Regions from separate parts of the Mus musculus genome. Here all the other regions are linked to region 1. The links are chromatin contacts, called in public promoter capture Hi-C maps. All regions are on one chromosome and are shown on one strand. The core of a region is the stretch at or near the end of the contact, and the rest is flanking DNA. Distances in the headings are between cores, read along the strand shown. Region 1 holds the start of Stk4 (serine/threonine kinase 4). Region 2 holds the start of Eppin (epididymal peptidase inhibitor). Region 3 holds the start of Zswim1 (zinc finger SWIM-type containing 1).

The links. Promoter capture Hi-C pulls out the DNA fragments that hold promoters and counts their contacts.
Region 2: a promoter capture Hi-C map of second pharyngeal arch cranial neural crest shows a contact between it and region 1. The contact joins the promoter of Eppin here to the promoter of Stk4 in region 1. A contact is called at or near these places in 6 of 39 promoter capture datasets (the 3T3-L1 cell line, cranial neural crest, frontonasal cranial neural crest and 3 more), 1 of 115 datasets of contacts at active chromatin or transcription factors (astrocytes) and 1 of 9 other capture datasets (adipose tissue).
Region 3: a promoter capture Hi-C map of neural stem cells shows a contact between it and region 1. The contact joins the promoter of Zswim1 here to the promoter of Stk4 in region 1. A contact is called at or near these places in 4 of 39 promoter capture datasets (hippocampal neurons, liver, neural stem cells and 1 more) and 3 of 115 datasets of contacts at active chromatin or transcription factors (memory CD8 T cells, pro-B cells and regulatory T cell precursor).

What each region holds. Positions count from the first base shown.
Region 1 is chr2:164,071,514-164,076,198 of GRCm38.p6, forward strand. Stk4 (serine/threonine kinase 4) reads left to right here and starts at 2,625. Exons shown (of 11, transcript NM_021420.4): 1 at 2,625-2,734. The coding sequence starts at 2,700.
Region 2 is chr2:164,591,521-164,596,188 of GRCm38.p6, forward strand. It overlaps Eppin (epididymal peptidase inhibitor), which reads right to left and starts at 2,051. Exons shown (of 4, transcript NM_029325.2): 1 at 1,906-2,051; 2 at 144-275. The coding sequence starts at 1,996.
Region 3 is chr2:164,820,169-164,824,403 of GRCm38.p6, forward strand. Zswim1 (zinc finger SWIM-type containing 1) reads left to right here and starts at 2,518. Exons shown (of 2, transcript NM_028028.2): 1 at 2,518-3,032. It overlaps Zswim3 (zinc finger SWIM-type containing 3), which reads left to right. Exons shown (of 2, transcript NM_178375.2): 2 at 1-1,959. The coding sequence ends at 1,521. It also overlaps a transcript of Acot8 not described here.

The sequences.
Region 1 (4,685 bases), core at 1,375-3,874:
TCTGTATAGTCCTGGCTGTCCTGGAACTCACTCTGTAGACCATGCTGGCCTCGAACTCAGAAATCTGCCTGCCTCTGCCTCCCAAGTTTTGGGATTAAAGGCGGGTGCCACCACGCCCGGCTCGTCAAGATCTTAATACTATAAAGAAGCAAAGAGCGGGATGATGCAAACGTGTGGAAGTCTAAGGCACCCTCGAGGACTGTATAGGATAGAGTGAGAATGATGAAAATTTTTTATACGCACAAAAGAATATAATGCACTTAAAAAAAAAATTGAAGCAACATAATCCAAAGTTGAGGTCTGCAGTTCCACCACTTTGGAGGCCAAGGACAGTATAGCTGAGCTCCTGTTTTAAAACAAAACCAAGAAAACACAATGATGTTATAGGTGATAGGTTATTTCTCCGTTGCCGATGAAATGAGCCAATTTAAACCAGATTATAGTAAAGGCAGGTTTATTGGGAAGCTGCTTTCGGGCAAGTTCACCGGTCCCAAAGGAGGAGGCCAGGGAAGTCGCCATGGGGACGGGGGTGGGGGGGGGCGGGGGGTGGGAGGGGGAAAGAAAGAAAGAAAGAAAGAAAGAAAGAAAGAAAGAAAGAAAGAAGGAGGGCACTTATGCATAGAGAGAAAAGAAGGGCAGACCAAAGTGTCTGGATTATATAGGGAGGAGCCTCTGGGGGAAGGGCAGCCCAGCCTCTGGGCTTAAAGTTCAGGGGTGGGGGCATGGCATGGCAGGTAGGCACTGAGGGATGCTGGGAGAACCTGGAGATTGGGGAAGGCAAACAATAGGAAATACCCCTGTGGAGGCTGTTAAACCTGAGCAGGCCACAGAGAGCCTCTGAGGCAGAGAATCAGCTGAAACCTGAGATGTCGGGATCAGGATTCCAGAAAGCTGGAAAGCGCCTGGCATCTTGTGGACCATAAAACTTATTTAGTGGGTGAATACAGATGGATACAGATGAATACAGTGAATACACATGGATAACACTGGAGCTGGGCTTGGTGGTGGACGCTTTAATCCCGGCACTTAGGAGGTAGAGGCAGGTTGGTTTCTGAATTTGAGGCCAGCCTGGTCTACATAGCATGTTCCAGGCCAGTCAGGGAATATACAGATGCTGCTTCAAACAAATCCCTACAAACAACCCTAAACTAAAAATATACCCACTACGCCCCTAAAAACAGAACGGTGAGGGCTCAGCGACGGAACTTCAGAAATCTGTGAGTTTTATTTTTTTAAAAAGATTTATTGATTTTATGTATGTGAGTACACTGCAGCTGTCTTCAGTCACACGCCAGAAGAGGACATCAGATCCCATTACAGGTTGTGAGCCACCATGTGGTTGCTGGGAATGGAACTCAGAACCTCTTCAAGAGCAGTCAGTGCTCTTAACCACTGAGCCACCCCTCCAGCCCTTGAGCTTTATTTTTGTCAATAACCCTATCGGCTTGAGCTGAGTCTAGACTGTCATTTTGGACTAAATTAGTGGATCTTTCCGTTTTTGGGGGTGTGCCAGGTCCAAAGCGAACCCCCAATTCCTCCCCCAAAAGGGAAGGCTTGTGTTGAATATTGAAAGTGTAAACAAAAGGATTGCTGGTGGACAGACCCGAGTAGTCCTCTGTAACCTGTTGGTTTCTGTCTACCAAAAGGAGTCACTCCTTTATCGTCCTTGCCTTTGGTAAAGGAGACTTAAGCCAAGCTAACCTGCAGGGTCCTTGGTCCCTAGTAACATATATCTGTTATGAGTAGCAAAGCAGCCTGGCCCTCCTTACCTCCTCCACTATGCTCCCAGGCTGTTCCAGATTACAACTTGCACACTCCCCTCCGCAGCAGTTACGCTACAGCAAGGTCCCGACCGGCTCTTCTCCCTCTTCGCTAATTTTTTCTGCCCGGAAGATATAGCCCTGGCCTTGGCCAGTCTGTTTTTTTCTCTCTGCTCAGGAGTCTTCCAGATGCTGTTTGGTCTCATCTACAATAAAACCTCTCCAGTCTTGGAGCAGAGATTTTGATGGTTTCTTGACTGCGCCCTAGTTTACAGAGGGCTTGGGGCTTTTCCCCTTGGCCCTAATATGAACTCACTTCTTTTTCTTTCTCTCTCTCTCTCTCTCTCTCTCTCTATATATATATATATATATAATATATATATATAAATATATATAAATATATATATACACACACACACATATATAAAATATATATATAAATATATATAAATATATATAAATATATATAAATATATATAAATATATATATATACACATATATAAATATATATATACACACATATATAAATATATATATACACACATATATAAATATATATATACATATATATAAATATATATATATATTTATATATATATATTTTAAGAACTCACTTATCAAGCCCGTGCTTTGCTAACAGCCTCCCCATCTGAGAAACTGGAGAACCCTCAAGGAGTCAGGCTTGAAAGTATTCAGTCCAAAGGCAAGTCAAGGAGAGGGTGTCGCTGACACTCGGGCCACTAGAGGCCGCCCGAGAGGCACCTCTTCGGCTTTCTGACTTCTGTATCCGCCCGCCACTGTGCCACGTGACTCCCGCCGCTCCGCCCAGCCTCCTCTCGCTTCCGGTAGGGGCGGAAAGCGGAAGTGTGGGAGGGTTCGCGGGGCGGGCTCCGGGAGGATGGAGCATTGAGGCAGTCTGGGCGGCTGCCGGCAGCGCCATGGAGACCGTGCAGCTGAGGAACCCACCGCGCAGGTGAGGGGCCGTAGGCTGAGAGGCAAGAGAGTTGGGTGAGGAGAGAAGGCGCGAGCTTGCTGAGGGTAGACCCCGGCGTGCGAGCTCGGGCCGGGAGGAGAGGGACCCGCGAGGCTGGTGACCGGGCTGCAGTAGCACCTGCCGAGAGAGGAGGGAGCGTCCGCTGGCCCGGGCAGAAGTGGTTTTGCTTAGAGAGAGCACTCTCTGGGCAACGTGCGGACAAGTTAGGGGAGACCCCAGCAGAGGCCGGGGAAGGCGCCCCAAGAAGGGACCCGAGGATGTAGGGGCGAATGCTGAGGCCGGGTGAGCGAGGACTTAACCCTGTTGCTTCGCTTTCGAGGCAGAAGTCGTTAGAAACATTGATTGGAGGTCCCATGGCTAAGTAAGGGGTGGAGCGGGGATTTTGGGTCCTGGTGGTTCTGTCCCAAGTCATTGCTCCTAACTGCCTTACTGTGTCAGTACCAACGTTTCACGGTTCTAGTAATGGAGAAAGGGTTATGGGGGGCTAGAGTTTCCAAGGGGCTTCAGGGTGTCCGCCCCATGTAGGATGATGTATTAGTAGTGATGGCGGTAATGGCTTTTATTACTGAGTTCATGAGTGACTGCCTACTTTTTTTCAAATCGTCCTCAGCCTTCCAACACCCAAAGTTGGGACGTTGATAAAGAACAAACAAACAAACAAACAAACACCAACCCGGGAGTGGGTAATCTGAGGTCCAATAAATAGAGTTTAGACACAGTAGGCTCAGCCAGACTTTGTCCTGTTCAAATTCTGTTTCGATACTCTCTTGGCTCTAGATTCTAGAAGTATCTAGAGTTGTTTTGGGTCAAGATGAACTGACTGCTGTTGTGCTGGACCACTCCCCGTCTCACCTGGAGAAAAAAAGCCTAGAGCCTGAGGGAGTCGTGCTTCTCTCAGACACAGCTAAAAACTTGGGTTTCACAGAGAAGACATTTGACTTCCTGCAGCAGAATGAGCACTAAAATAGGAAGTGTTCAGAGTAAGGGAGTGCCGGGCACCGGAGAGGTGGTGTGTGTGTGTGTGTGTGTGTGTGTGTGTGTGTGTGTGTGTGTGAAAGCCTGGGCAGCACTCTTAGGGGAGGCAGGGTCTGTTGGAAGTACACAAACATGGAATCAAACAAACAGCTTGTTGAGATGGGCTCAGGTTTGACTTAGTGTGGTGTGCTGAGGCACTCAAAGGAGTACTTATTAATTACAGCCAGAGAATGCTGCAGGGCGGCAGGCACTGTTTCATTGCTTTCCAGCTTGCCTGTTCAGCCATAGGAAATTGCTGGTGTTTTGAACTTGTAAACATGGTACACCTTACTGGCGCAGCTAGCCTTCGCAACTATCATATAAGGAGGATATCCCTGTATCCTTAGTGTAAAGAGGATAAAGCCAGGGCACAGAGAGGCAGGCCACTTGTTAGCTGCTCCATAGTTAGAGGCACAGTTGGGGTGTTAACATCTGGTGATCTAGTCTTAAAATCCTTGCGCTTAGCTTTTTTACTCTGATGTCTCTCTGGAAGTTACCTGTTACATTGGGTCTTTCTTTGTATATACGCATCTTAGCAGATTGTTCCTGTATGTACGGAATCAGTAACCACTAGGCCAGTTATTCTTCCATTCCTTTCCCCCAAAACCTTCATTTAACTAATAGTTTTGTTCTCTCTCTCTCTCTCTCTCTCTCTCTCTCTCTCTCTCTCTCTCTCTCTCCTCCAGAGACAGGGTTTCTCTGTATAGCCCTGGCTGTCCTGGAACTCACTCTATAGACCAGGCTGGCTTCGAACTCAGAAATCCACCTGTCTCTGCCTCCCAAGTGCTGGGATCAAAGGCGTGCGCCACCACTGCCAGACCACCATTTGGATTGTAAGAACTGTAGTAAAGCGCGAGAGAAGAGTGTGGCAGGGCCGAGTCCTTGGAGGATTGGTGCTGCCTTATTCGTTGTAACT
Region 2 (4,668 bases), core at 801-3,300, 520 kb after region 1:
ATCCCACAGGACCCCGAAGGCAGCAATCTTACCCAGCACCCACCCCCACCCCCAGTGACCCATGGGGCACTGGCAGCCCAGGTGGGCAGAAGAGGAGGCATGGTAAAAGGCTTGTGGTATTCCAAAGCCCTTGGTATTATTACCTTGTTGGGGGTTTAAGCATTTCTTTCCACAGTTGAAGACACAGCACTTCTCTTTCTTCGGGCAGTCCCTGTCCCTGGTACAAAGGTCCCTCTCTTGGTGTTCACACTCCTCTCTGAATCTGGGGCATCTCCCTAGGAAAGAAACAGTCCTTCAGCCTCTGGGCCTTCGGATTTGAGAGTGCAGGGAAGCTCATGTTCAAATTTGCTCACGGTGAAGGAAGCCTTTTCTTTGCTCCCGTTTCCATCACTACCCACTCTAACCTCTTCAACACTCCTCCATACCTTCTTCCCTCCATCCCTGCTACCCCCCAGCTGCTGGGGCAGAACTTTTCAACACTGGTGACAATCACCTGTTGGCCATGGGAGCTGCCCTGTGCTTTGTGGAACCTTTAACAGCCACCTTGGCCTCATGTACTAGACATCCTGGGCACTCCATCCATCTCCTAACAATCCAGACACTCTCCAGACCCTGGGAATGCCTCCTTGGGAGTAGACCCTTTCCACTACAGCCTCTGTTTCCTTTGTTCTAGCTATTCAGTTATGTCGTGTTGCTGTTTTCCTCTAGAGGGCAACATTGCACAGTGATTCCTCCCCCACCTGCAGCTGGGTTTTGGAATCCTAACTCTGCCGGGAGTGTGTGTGTTGTGGAGGAGAAACAGGATCCTAAATACATTGTATACAATTTTCAACGGGTTAATACAGGTGTTATCGTAGAAAAATCTTTAGTTGGTTGAATGCTGGTAGCCTTGTGATGGTGGGCACATTCTTTAAATTCTGTGTCTTCTAGTTTCAAAGAGGGAAGTTTACGGACAAAGAGCTATATACAACTAAGGGGTGCTAAGTTCAGGAGAAATAGTCTTTCCCAGGGAAGACCCCCCTAATTTAATTGCTTATCCAATACCAAATGGTCAGCCCTGAAATCATATACATACAGAAAATAATAAACAGACACAGCAGGCTGTATTTATTTAGGCTCTCTCTCTCTCTCTCTCTCTCTCTCTCTCACACACACACACACACACACACACACACACACAGATAACAGCAACAATTAAAGAAAAAGAGGCCGTAGTTTCAGACGGAGTGGGAGCAGGTATGTAAAAGGAATTGGAAGGAAGAAAAGGAAGGGGAAAATTATATTTTAATGTTTAAAATTCCAAAATTTTAAATTAAAAGAATAAAACAGGAGTGTTGATAGGACTTCCTCTCGTAGAGTTCTTGTGAGGATTAAATGAGATAGTGAACACAAGCAAATGTTAGCTAATACCTGCAGAGCGGTCACCGTGGGGGGAAGCTTTACTCTGTCCTGTTTCTTCACCACAAAGCTGTAGGGCCAAAATTCGTTTAAAATGAAGAAATCAAGTTCCAGAGAGGACACGTGGAAATTAAATATTTTGCTCAAGATCACCAGGCTACCAACTCTGTACAACCCACCAACTCTGACCCCAGAGCCCCCAGACAAATATGTCTGTCTACTTCTTTAAGAGGTGAAAGGTCTTCCCATTAATGTTGGAACCATAACCCTTCCTCACCTCCCCTTTTTAAAGGGACTTTGAAGGTGTTTCCCCAGACCCCTGTCCCTGTATCAACACAGAGGTCGTTGTAACACTAAGAGACCTTATAAGTATCTCTCTCCTCTCCTGAGCCACACCCAGGAAGGAGCTGTAGAAAGGTGACCCACACCTGAGGAATTGTTCTTTGTCTCTTCCTTCCAGTAAACTTCCCTTTCTCCCAGACAACACTAGAAAAAAACAGTACTTACTGGGAAACAGCAAGTCAGCTAGACTAGGTCCCTGGACTCTTGCAAGCAGGCCAAATAGCACAAGAATGCTCACAAATCCAGAAAGCTTCATTCTGGCGAGGGGCTGGCCTGGCTGGTAGTTCTAGAACATGGAAATGTCTGCTGCCTTCGCCCATCCGATTCTCTCAGTAGGCTGTACCTTGGCTGTAAGAGCTGGAGAAAAGCCAGTCACCTACTATCTTGCTGGGAACACCAAGTTCTCGAGATCATAAGTGGAGCTAATGACATTCACAGCCCACATCTATGGAGAAAGCCTTTCTGCTTGGACTGCATAGGGCTAGCATTCTGGTCAACCAGGGTAGTGCCCAAAGTGTACTCTACACCATCCATGCTGCACTGAGGGTCAATGCTGTCCTCTTGGGCCTTCATCTTGATAACTCAAAGTTAATGTGGCATGCCCTCTTTACCATTAATTTACCACTTTTAAAACACTCACTCCGTTAAGCACACTCTCTATTGTCTTAATATCTCTTCATGTTTATTCCCATGGTAGGTCCAAGGTCTCTGTGTTCCCTTCTCCCTCTCCCACAGTTTCTTCCCACCGTTTTCCCATTTATCATCTCTCAGGGACACTTTTTTTTTTAAATGAAGGCCAAAGAGTAAAGAGTTGCCAAAGAGAGCACAGGACTGGGGAGAAACCAGGTGGATAACAGAGTCTTTAGATAGCATTTGTCACAGTGTTGTTGAATGTTGCAGAGCGCAGGGAGCCTCCACCACATGACAGAGTGTTGCCTGAGAAGACACTGAAATAAAGACACGGGTCTGAGAGACTACAGCTGAATCAAGGACAACACTGTAGAGCTGCTGGATACTAAGTGTGCTGTCAGAAGAAGGGTGCACACGTGAGCAGCCCCCTCCTAGTTGTGCATCTCCAGTACCAGCTGCTGAACACTGGGCTAGAAGGCAGAGAAGCTCTCTGCGAAAGGGAAAATATTAACAGCCAGATTCTACTTTCTTTCCCTGTGCTGGTAACATATTGTGCAGGTCATTGTTCTCAACTTGTTTTATGTGATAGCTAAGCACACAGCCTCATCATCGGGATCAGAGGCAGAACCCCCATGGAAATCCCATATCAGCAGATTTGCAATGTCACTTAAGGATTATTTCTCAAAAATGCTAAAATGATTTTGCTGGGGATTAAGCCCAGATCTGCATAGGCTGGGAGACACTCTCCCATGGACCTACAGCTCAGGTCTTAGAAATAGAATTTCTACTAGACAACCTGATCTTCTTGGACTTCTGTATTCTCTCAAAGACAGCCAGCAGGCGAAAACTTGGTGTTTCTAATCTGAAAGACCCTGGGGTATTTTATCTTGCAGCAGGATTATGTGACCCAGAGCAGAAAGGATTCTAACAAGTATCACCCAGCCAGTGAATGTGCGAGACAGGATTCCAGGGCACCGAGTCTGTGAGTCTCCACCTCAGGCCACTGGCTGGTGATGAGGATCTAATTTATTGTAGACTTGAAGGAAAGAATTGTAACCCTAGTCCGAAGGGAAACAAAAGTAGCCCATGTCAGTAGAGACAGGCTGAAGGACTACGGTTAAAACACTTCCTGATGACCCCTGAAGGCTAAATCTGCCTTCTTCCTTAAACTCTCTCAGGGGATAAAAAAGATGCTAACATGTCCAGGTTATTTTACCACATTCTATTTGACCTGTCTGAGTTGCATGTCAGTACACGTGCATGTCATTTTCCAAGCAGCTGACATGAAATGCATGTCTTTGGGGCCTAGGATGTATCTTGGGTTTGGACTCCTTCTAACACTTAATTCATGGAACAAACTGGTTAGGACACACTCAGCCGGTCCTTGCCTTCCTTTTCTTCTTTCTTTTACAGAAGGTCGTAGCCTTCGTATACCTTCGTTCTAGGAGAAATCTGCTCAGAATGAGTGACTTAGGAAGAACCAGAACACACTGACCTGTAGGTGGCAACTCATGCTTCTCCATCAGACCAGGCCCTGTTGTGTGGATGGCTCCCAGCATTGCTCCTAGTGCATCTGACTGCATTGCTAACTTGGACATCTGCTCTCCCAGACAGGCTCTGAGAGCCATCCAGCAGGTCACTGTCTAGCAACTGGTCCTTAAAGCAGGACAGGGTTAAGATAAACTCTCAGTCTATCTCTCTGTTTGAGCAAGGCAGGTAGGATGACTGGGAGGTATAAAAGTAGACACACAGGGGTGTGGCTAGTCGAGTGATGGTTGGGAAGATACTGGGTGGGTCAAAAGAGCAGAGGAGCATGGGGGTATTTGGAAGATGTGAAATTATATATTGTAATTAATATTACACAAAGTTAATAGGACAAGGAAAGGCTACGGCAAACAAGTGAATTTTCTGGAGATGCCCCGCCATTTGGCATGGGTTCGATGGGTGTGCTCTGGAGGCAAAGTCCCCAGAGACTTCATCTCAGGATTGCTTCTCGATGCTGATATACCTTTCCTGCCACTGTTACATAGCCTAGCGATTCCTGGGCACCAGCCCACCACCCTATTGGTCAAATTTCCTGCAGGTCAACATGAAGATGTATTCTTATGTGGTAATGCTGTATACTTCAAATTGATGATTTCATAATCCCTGATAATGATTTCATAGACCTCTTAAATTGAAACAGGTAATTTCACCCCCTCCCGTAGAATAAAAGCTGCAAATAGAGCTCTGTAAACTTTCATATGTCACAGACTAATTGCACTAGGAAAAGAAAGGAAGCTTAGAACAAATTTACAG
Region 3 (4,235 bases), core at 1,268-3,767, 750 kb after region 1:
AGTGTGGGCACCAGCCAAGACCTAGACCGACTCAGCTTCCAGAGCAGCAAGATGAGTGACCTGTTCGCCCGATTCCCAGAGACACTCTTGCTGCACCGGGTGGAAAACAGCCAGGGCCATATTCTGTATGCTTTCTTGGTGGAGAACAAGGAGCGAGAGAGTCGAGTGGTGCACTTCGCTGTGCTCAAGGCTGAGACAGCGCCTTCTGTGGCCAAGATGCTCAATATCTTTACAGAATTCAACTCTGATTGGCCCAAGGTCAAGATGGTCTTTGTGGACCCTTCATTCCCTCACCGAGCGATCTTACAGGAGATCTTCCCCTCTGCCCGCACTCTCCTCTCTATCTACCACACCACTCGTCTCTTGGAGAAGAAGTTACACCAGAGTTCAGTAAATGCGTCTTTTAAAAGGCTCATGAAAGAAGCTCTGCGGGAAGCTGTGTTTGTCTCTTCTGATGCAAGCCTAAAAAATCTCTGTGAGATGTCCCAAGTCCTACTAGATGAGGAACTCTTCAGTTTCCTCCAGGCCCATTGGTTCTCCTGTGAACTGCTGTGGTACATACATGTGAGGAAGGGCCTGCATGCATGTAACACCTACATGGACAGCCTAGACATAGTCACCAGCAAGGTGTCAAGCCTCTTTCGGGAACAGCGGTCTCTGCTGGACTGCATCCTTCACTTTGTGGATTACATAGACTTCTTTAATACCAAAGGTCTGAAGAGCTTGCCCACAAATGCTCCCAAGTTAAGGAGAACTCGGCTCCCAAGCACGCCTCCAAGGCCCAAGAAGCCTTTTAGAATTTGTGGTGGGGGTGACACCAGGCTCCCTGTGGAAGAGGTAGAAGAGACAAAGGCAGACTCAGCACAGTCTCAGTTGCCACAGCCCCAGGATCAGTCCTCCAAGGCTGGCATGCTAGACATCTTGCACCAGAGTGGCTCTGAACTAGCCTACAAGTTGTGTCATAATGAGTGGGAGGTGGTACAGAATTCCACCCACCTGGTAGACGAGGCCGGCTCCTCAGTGGCTGTTCAGCTGCTAGAGAACTCACACCAGGTGAGCAAAGATGGCTGTAGCTGCAGCTGCTCCTTTCAACAGTGCTACCATCTGCCATGCCGCCACATTTTGGCTCTGTTGCATACCAGCCAGCAGCCAGTAGGGGAAGCCATGGTGTGCTGCCGGTGGCAGAAGAAATACCAGCACCTCCTTGACCCCAATGGGGAGCTGCAAGACCGTGGAATCATCCCAAACACAGATCAGCCTGAAAAGCAAGGTCAGAACCACATGATTCGGGACCTAAGCAGGGAGCTGGCAAACCTGCTGATGCAGACCGAGGGGCCAGAGCTGGAGGAGCGCTGCTCCACCCTGCGCAAGATTGTGGACATCTGGGCAGACCCCTATCAGCTGCCTGAGTCCAGTCAGCAGCCAGTTGACTTCAGAGACGTGGGCTGCCTCCCTTTCCTCTGGGGAAAGCTAGAGGAAGCAGACAGCCCCCCTCTTGCTGAAGCCATGGTTCATGATTGAAGTGTTTGTACTAGTGAACCCATCTCAGAACCACCTTGGGACAGTTCAAAGTGGTGGGTCAGACTGTAGGTCAGTATTTTTATCAGTGTCTTCCTAGGTAAGGGCTAAGAAGATCTTAAAACTCGGGGGAGAGGGACTCCACTGTGACAATCCTTTGACCCTGCCTCATTTCAGCCCTACCTTTGGCGTTCTGTAGACACCTTGTTCATTGTTCAAAGCCAAAGTTATTCCATATGAAAGGGCATGCTCCTTTCTTCCCAGCCTACACAGACGAACCCTTGCCCAGGTTAGGATAAACACAATGGGCCCGGAAAGGAGCTTTGTGTCCAGAGACAGAGGGGGAGGAGGGTAGCCCTTGATTGTCAACTGTTGCTGCTCTTTAGAAAATACCTGTTACGTATTTTTATTCACACTAATAAAGTCGGTTTTTGTTTTGTTTCACGTTTGTGTTTTTTGAGACGGGGCCTCATGTAGCCCAGACTAGCGGCCTCAAAACGTTGTCATTTTAAAGGAACCATGAATGTTGTCTAATGGGGTACTTGACATTCAGAGGGTTAGTAATGCACCCCCATACTCTGCCCTCTTCCTACCAACCTATCCTACAACACAGATGGTAGCTTGTCTTGTTCATTCTGTCCTGTCAGGGACCAGGAGGAAAGACCGACCTAAATCCTAGATTTTACTGCAAGCCACTTGCTGGGACGCTGTGGGCAAATTCCTAATTTAAACTTTTTAATTTTATTTTCGAGAGAAGCCTAGCCTGGAACTTGATGTAGACCAGGCTGGCTTCTGCTTCCCCAGTGCTAGGATTAAATACGTGTGACACCACACCCAGCTGTTTAAGACTTGGTCCTACTAGGTTGCCTGAGTTAGCTTCAAATTCTTGATCCTATCTCAGACCCTGAATAACCGGAATTACAAGCCTCAGTTTCTCCACAAGGCAAAGAATGCAGGATTACATTTGCACCTTTTTCCACCATTCTGTATCTACGGAGCTTGACAGCTCGATAGCCGACAAACTAAATGTTGTCCGTATAAAACACTGCTCTTTTTTATTTTTATTTTGGCCTTTAAAAGGTGCCGCCTTTCCAGCCCCCTAGACCGAAGGGAGGCTTCGCCCTCGGGCGGCCTGTTCCGGGCTTGAACATCCTTCCACAAGCTCTCATTGGTGATTTCTGGCCGAGCCTCTGTAACCCTGGCAACAGCCCCGTCCAGGAGCTGCCAGTCCAGGATTGGTCCGTAACTCCCAAGTTCCACAGCGAGCTCCTTTGGTCTGAGTCATTGTGAAGCTGGCGTGGTGATTGGCGAGGCTGGACGTCAGTCAGTCGGAGGCGGGCCCAGTGGGAGGAATGGCTGCCGCGTCTGCCGGTGCGCGAATGGTCTCGGCCGTGGAGGCGTGAAGCCGGGTCTCAGCGACTAGTGCATTCAGCTTCCACCAGTGGAAGGTGGATTTCGGCTCCGCTGGGCTTGAACACGAACCTCAGCCTTCCGCGTCCCCCACCGGTGTTCAGGTGAGGTCAGAGGCCGCCTTCCCTTCCTGATCCATAATTTGGGACTCTATAGGATGCCATCAGGATCTGGAGCCAAAGCTCGGCTTCCAGCTGTTGTAATGATGGACAGATAGCCTATGCTTTCTACCTCAGTCTTTCATGTGTCTTTGAACCTGAGTCTTTCATCGGCGAAATGGGGACAGTGAATGGAGCCAAATGGGAAACATTTGCATAAAGCATTACATCCAATCAGGATATGTGTAGGCGCAGGAGAGGTTACACACATGCTAGCCCCCTTAAAGTGAAAGGAATTGCCGGCCAGTGGTGGCGCATGCCTCTAATCCCAGCACTTGGGAGGCAGAGGCAGGCAGATTTTAGAGTTCGAGGTCCACAGAGTGAGTTCCTGGACAGCCAGGGCTATACAGAGAAACCGTCTCGAAAAAAGCCAAAAGAAAAAAATAAATAAAGTGAAAGGAATCAAGTTTCAGAGAAGGCAATTGGCTTGCTCAATATTTCACAGCAAATTTTGAGCAGTTTTTTTTTCCTGGTATATACCAGGACCAAAGAAAAAGTTGGTAAGAATTATAAGAATTTGTGAACAGAAAGGCCATGCAAATATTTAGAATGATTTTTAAAAAAGAATTAAATGTTGACACATGCCTTATTTGCAGCACTTGGAAGCTGAGGTGAGAGGATTGCTGTGGACAAGTCAGAGCTACACAGCAGAATCCTTCTGTAGAAAAAGAAGGTCCACATGCCATATGGGTTTTTTTGTTTTGTTTTTTGAGACAGAGGGGTACTCTGTGTAACAGCCCTGGCTCGCCTAGAACTCACAGAGATCAGCCTGCTTCTGCCTCCCAAGTGCTAGGATTGGCCATGTGTTTTCAATCCTCTATACTGCCAGTGAGCTATTATGATCTCCTATTGTCTAGAATGACCTTGAACTGACCCTGCTGCCTCCACCTCCCAGGTGCTGGGATTACAGGTGTTGGTGCCACACCCAATTCCCTAGTTCTTTTGTTTGGTTGGTTCGGGATTTTTGCATGCATGAGTGTGTGGTGGTTGTTAGGGGTTTTGTTTTTGTTTTTTGTTTTTTTAAGACAGGTTCTCTCTAAATTGCCTGTGCTGGTCTTGAGCTGATCCAGTGACGCCTGGTGACGCTTCTGTCTCAGCATTTTAGGTAGCTTAGATCACAAAGGTACACCACTGCATGTGACTTCCTGC